Linked DNA regions of Sus scrofa: region 2 is linked to region 1. Evidence: chromatin contacts called from public Hi-C data. All regions are on one chromosome and are shown on one strand. Each heading gives the region's core, a stretch centred on a gene start, on an enhancer-like site or on the middle of the called end of the contact. The rest is flanking DNA. Distances are from core to core; before and after follow the strand shown.

Region 1 (2,978 bases), core at 417-2,916:
GAACCTTAAGCCATCCTGCATTCCAAAGGGAATATCATTATGGGCTGAATTCTGTCTATGAAGTGTGGAAGCAAACACCCAGAGAAGCTTGGGTTCACCTAGAGGAGTTCTGCCAAGGCAACAGCACATAGAACCGATCCTCAAACTTCTGTTACTCAAACCACAATAAGCAGGGATTGGGGGTCCGCTAAGAATGACAGCCATGTAGAGTACTCTTCTTAATACATACAGGCTGGAAACCTGGATTTCAGTCCACTCTGATTCTTAACGGGGCCGGTGGGGGAGGGGGGACCCTAGGCAAAGCCACTTGACTTCTGTGGGTTCTAGTTGCTTCTTTTGTCACTGGGCTGGCCACACCCACTTGCCAGAAAGTAGGGCTTGGAAGAGCCCAGCTCTGGAATTTGATATCTGGCCTCTTGCCCCCATTTACCATGACGCTCCGCCTCTGAGCTCACGGGGATGCCATCCTTATCTAGCCGCTGCTTGAACAGGTTGTGTTCTACATCCAGCTGCTGTTCCCCAGCTACATCCATGGCATCGATGCTCAGATCTGGAAGCAGGAAGTCAGGGTAAGGGACTGGGATCCTAAAGACAGGGAATCTGGGTTTTGGAGGGTGAGGGGATGCTGGGCTTGTCTTGGGGCAGCAGTGGATGAGGGGAAGGAGGTTGTCCTGGGGTCCAGTCTGGAACCTAAGACTGGAGGCTTGAACCTGGAGGCCCACCTGAGAACCCTGGAACCTGCAATTCCCACCTATGGCGAGGTACTCACAGGCACAAGGCATGTGCGGGAAAAGCACATCGATGTTGATCTTCAGTTTATCTCCCCGGGACTTGTCCACGTAGAGTTCAGGATGCACCTGGGGCAGCACAACCTCAGTAAGAGTTGGCCCCAAGCCTTTCCTTTCCTCTTCCCATCACTAAATCTCATATTCCTAGAATGCCAAGCCCCGCCCACGTGCTAGGCACCGCCCCTTACCTCAGTGGTGAGGTAATACTGCAGCTCAGACAGGAAGAGTAGCAGCATGAGAAGGCCACTGACAATGGTCACTGCAGGGCAAAGAGCGAGAGTCAGAACGGCCTCTGTTCCACTCCCTCAGCCCCCAGCAGGCCGGGCAGGTTCCAGGAGCCACGGCCAAACTCTAGGAGACCTCTCTCCCAGCGACCCTGACCCCGCCACGGCCTACCCGTGGCGCCCCCGCAGGTCTTGACCCGGAAGTCCTCTAGAGTCTTGGGGTAGGCATCGAACTGCTTCAGCTTCCCCAGCGCCTCCATGGGGACCAGCCGGAAAGGGGACGCCAGCGGACCCGCCCCCGCGGCCTGCCGCTTCCGGCCGAGCGCTTGAGCTACGCCCCCTCTCTTTCCTCACGCAGGCGCAGAAAATCTCACGCTTGGCCCCACCCCTCTCTCGCGTTCTCACTCGGGTCGCCCCGCCCTCTGGGTGCCGGTCTTATTTGTGTTCTGCGCTGCCTTCAAGGCCGGGATCTTGAGCTCCGGTGGGGCGGGTGGGGTTCCTTATTTGGAGCAGGATAACCCGAGGGGGAATCTGCTACGTAGGCACAATAATAGCATCATTCACTTACCTTATGCCGGGAATTGCGCCCCGAGTTTCACACCAGACCCTTGGAACAACTTGGAACCTCCTAGAACAATGGTTCTCAAAGTGTCCCCCACCGGCAGCCTCATTATCACCTGAAACTAATCAGAGACGCAAATTATCGTGCCCTAACACAAACCTGCTGAATCAGAAACGCTAGGAATTGTTCCCAGGTGAATTGCAGTTAGAATTTTAGAATCACCCCTGTAAAGTAGATGTGACTTTTTTTTTTTTTTTTAAATGGTTACACCCAAGGCCAGGGATTGAATCTTTGCCAAAGCTGCGACAATGCCAGATTCTCAATGCCAGATTCTTTAAGCCACAGGGCAGGGCTGGGTATCCAACTCCTGCCTCCACAGTTACCTGAGCCGCTGCACTTGGATTCTTAACCCACTGTCCAACAGCAGGAACTCCTAGGTGTGACTTTTATATCCATATTCTGGAGGAGAAACTGTGGCATGGAGAAGCTAAGTAACTTGTCCTAAATCACAGCATTAATTGGCAAGGCCTGGTTCCAAACTTCTGGACCTCAAAGTGCTCTGAGACCAGGGCCTTTGGGTTGATTTTACCCAAACAGCCTCTCAGTGCATGGCTAGTAGAGGTGCATGGTGAAATCATTTCAGTGGCATCATTTCAGGAGCTTTTTTTTTTAGCTTGCACCTGTGGCATATGGAAGTTCTTGGGCTAGGGGTGGAACCTGAGCTTCAGCTGCTGGCCTCTGCTACAGCCTCAGCAACACTGGATCTGAGCCACATCTGTGACCTCTGCCTCAGCTTGTAGCAATGCAGGAGACTTAACCCACTGAGCGAGGCCAGGAATTGAACCTGACACATCAGGTTCTTAACCCACAGAGACACCACGGGAACTCCAGACCAGAGCTTTGATAAGAGATGGTACAGCAGACAGTGGGCAGAGTTCCTGGGAAAAAGTGACTGATAAACTGGGTTAGGGAACGCTTCCAGGGATAGGAGATGGGACACAAGCTGGGTGCCTTGTAGTAGTCTGACTCAAGAGAAGCTTGAGTCCCCCTTCTGTCCCTGGAGTTTGCCAGGAAGGGGAGAAGGAAAGGACTAATTCATATTAACTGAAAACTGACAATATGCCAACTGCTGTCATCCATTCTACATCAGAACAACCCTGGGAAGTAGGTGCTATTTCAAACCTTACTTTATAGATGAGGAAGCAAAGAAATGGATTTTGCCCAAGGTTATGGAGGTAGTTAATGGGGCAAAGCTGGGGTCCAAAGTCTGGTTTTTCTGTCTCCCGAGCCTGGGTCTTTTCCATGCATTAGCTACCATCACCAAGTGCAAGAGAAGTTTATTCTCAGATAGATGCCTAGGGACAACCATAACAGAAATTGTCCTCTCCTTTCTGCCTCATGTCC
Region 2 (2,809 bases), core at 129-2,628, 140 kb before region 1:
TAAAGAACATGGAAAGGGAAACTGTATTTTTGTGCTGCTTTTACCTCCCGAGTATATATGATCTGGTTAACATCTGTCTTTTAGACGACATTAAAACAGTGATTGGGGAGTCATACATGGATTCCAGAACTAGATTAGCAATTCACAGGCTGTGTCAAGTGTAAAATAGGGATCATAACAGGGTTGTTAACAGCATTCAGCACAGAGATGGGCACTAAGTGCTCGATAAATGGTTTTTTTTTTTCTTTTTTTTTTTTTTTTTTACTTTTTAGGGCCGCACCCCCAGCATATGTAGGTTCCCAGGCTAGGGGTCCAGTTGGAGCTACAGCTGCTGGCCTACACCACAGCCACAGCAACAACAGGTCCTTAACCCACTGAGCGAGGCCAGGGATTGAACCCGCAAACTCATGGTTCCTAGTCGGATTCATTTCCACTGAGCCACAACAGGAACTAAATAGTAATTTTTAATTTATTAAGATCCATACAGTCTCTCTTAGGTGTGAAAATGACATTCTACATTCTACTCCCAGAAAGGTGAAATTAATCAGCAAGTTTGCTATGTGCAATTGGAAATAAATATAATATTTAACACAATAGGAATACAATTTATTGAGCACATGACATATGCCACATTCTGTGTGTGCTCTGATTTGATCCTTTAAACTATGAGGTAGCAGTTACAGACCTCACTTTACACATGAAACGCAAGCTCCAATTTCCCTAAGGTTACAGAATGAGTAAGGGCCAGAGAGCGTTTTAAAGTCAGAGCTCATATTCAACCATTTAGGCTTCCAACCTGTCCTCCCAGACTGAAGGTGTTTAGAAAATCTGGCTCGTTAAAGGCCAGAGGGAATTGGAGTAAGTAGGCTCTTATCCTGGCTGCAGGTCGAGTGGTGAGTGGTGTGGACCGAGAAAGTCTGGTAGTCCCGCCCAGAGATCACCGCCCGCCCCCCTCACCTGAGACAGGAAAAGGTGCCGAAGAGCGCCCCTGCCGCCATGCCCACGGCGCAACCCATCACAAAGCCCATCTTCACGCGGTCAAAGCAGCTTGGCTGGGACTGTCCGTAAGGCCCCACGGCCACAGGCATCTGCGGGGTTGGAAGGTTAGGGAAGTACGGGCCTAGCCGCCAGCCAGAGACCAGAGCGGGGGCGGGAGGAGCTAGGGTGAAGAGTGGGCCCAAGGGCTCGGGGAAATCTGTAAGGGGAAATAAGGGTGTAGCCCGACTCCATTGCCCTCTTAGCGTTTGAGTCCCCGCGCCGCGGCACCCCCACCTCACCTCGCTCGTGGCCTCAGTCGCTGAGTTCTACGTCTCACACCGAACGCGAGGCGGAGCGTATAGCACAGCTCCGAGAATCGCTTCCGGAGCGCGGAGTTGTACTTCCGGGATTCGGTAGCCGAGGACCGCGGCCGCTTCGGGCGGGGGCTTCTGCCGCCAGGATCATGCTACTGCGAACCGCTTCGAGGCGGGTGGCCGCAGCCGTGCTCGCCGCTGCCAGGCCGAGGGCCAAGTCGCCCACTCGGGGGCTGCGCCTGCGCGGTACGCTCCCTGGCCCGCTCGCTGACACTTCTCTGGCGACGCCGATCTTTCCCTTGTGTGATATGGCGCAACTGAATATTCAGGAGCGTCCCTCTTCCGCCAGCTACCCGGCCCCTCTGACTCTTCCTCTTAGGTGCACCCCTCAAACTTTCTCAGGCCGGCCCTCTGAACGGTTGAGTTCGCTGCGCGCCCCCTCCCCCTCCCGCACTTCAGATCCGGCCCCGCAGGCCCTCAGAGCCCTTGAAGCTTGGCCTTAGGACCTCTCCTGCCCAAATTTTAGAGATGCTGGTCGTCCAGCTCCTAACCTTTGAAGAAAAACCCTGACCTATGGTCTCCACATTCATTCTCAATGGCTTTGCTCTTTCACAGGTCTCACCACTCCCAACAATGCAATTTTAATGTCTCAACATCCCCCTCCCTGAACTCTTTCTCTCTCCCTCACCTCTTTTTAAGCTCTGCTCAAGTTTTCTGATGTTTTGTTTCCTTTTACGTTGAGATTCGACCTCAGTATCCTTTCAACTTAACACACCTTGATCCAGCTTTTACCTTCTGCTCTCTTGGATGTTCTATGTACAAAGTTGCATTCTCTCTCACTTGGCCACTCCCTTCCATTTTTTTGTCAGTTGTAGACCATGCTCCCCAGTCTGCTGTTCCCTCGGATGCAGTCACTGCTCCGGAGGCAGAGCCAGTGCTGCGGCCTCTGTATATGGATGTGCAAGCTACAACTCCTCTGGTAAGGATGGAGGGACAGCTTTCCCCAGGACTGTTTATAGGAATTATACCATAGAAGTGGCAGTGCACAGAAATGGCTGAATCTCTGTAGAAGTGAGAGCCATTGAGAAGTGTATGTTGGGAAATGCAATGAACCAGGAGTGAGGAAGCTTGAGTTGTAATCCACTAGAAATGGCTTTGCTACTTACAAGCTGTTGACCTTGGTCAAATCACTTCAGTGGAGGCACTCGTAGTAGTTTAAAGCATAGGATCTGGAATTAGCTGCACTAATCCACTTACTGTGGATTTGTGCAAGTATGGAATAGGTTATTTAAAATTTTTTTTTTTTTTTTTTTTTTTTGTCTTTTGTCTTTTGTCTTTTGTCTTTTTAGGCGGCACCTGCAGCATACGGAGATTCCCAGGCTAGGGGTCCAATTGGAGCTACAGTTGCCTGCCTATGCCACAGCCGCAGCAATGTGGGATCCAAGCTATGTCTGTGACCTGCACCACAGCTCATCGCAACACCAGATCCTTAACCCACTGAGCGAGGCCAGGGATCA

What was found. A called contact is a pair of places that touch in the nucleus more often than the background predicts.
Region 2: a contact with region 1 is called in a Hi-C map of liver, with 4 times the contacts expected there. The contact joins the promoter of NFS1 here to the promoter of ERGIC3 in region 1. A contact is called at or near these places in 1 of 5 promoter capture datasets (fetal skeletal muscle), 2 of 47 Hi-C or Micro-C datasets (heart right ventricle and liver) and 1 of 2 datasets of contacts at active chromatin or transcription factors (alveolar macrophages).

Annotation. Positions count from the first base shown.
Region 1 is chr17:38,883,518-38,886,495 of Sscrofa11.1, reverse strand. ERGIC3 (endoplasmic reticulum-Golgi intermediate compartment protein 3) reads right to left here and starts at 1,666. Exons shown (of 14, transcript XM_021078263.1): 1 at 1,581-1,666; 2 at 977-1,047; 3 at 770-857; 4 at 431-550. The coding sequence starts at 1,024.
Region 2 is chr17:39,027,747-39,030,555 of Sscrofa11.1, reverse strand. NFS1 (NFS1, cysteine desulfurase) reads left to right here and starts at 1,378. Exons shown (of 13, transcript NM_001136510.1): 1 at 1,378-1,538; 2 at 2,162-2,271. The coding sequence starts at 1,442. ROMO1 (reactive oxygen species modulator 1) reads right to left here and starts at 1,335. Exons shown (of 3, transcript NM_001097462.2): 1 at 1,278-1,335; 2 at 958-1,088. The coding sequence starts at 1,088.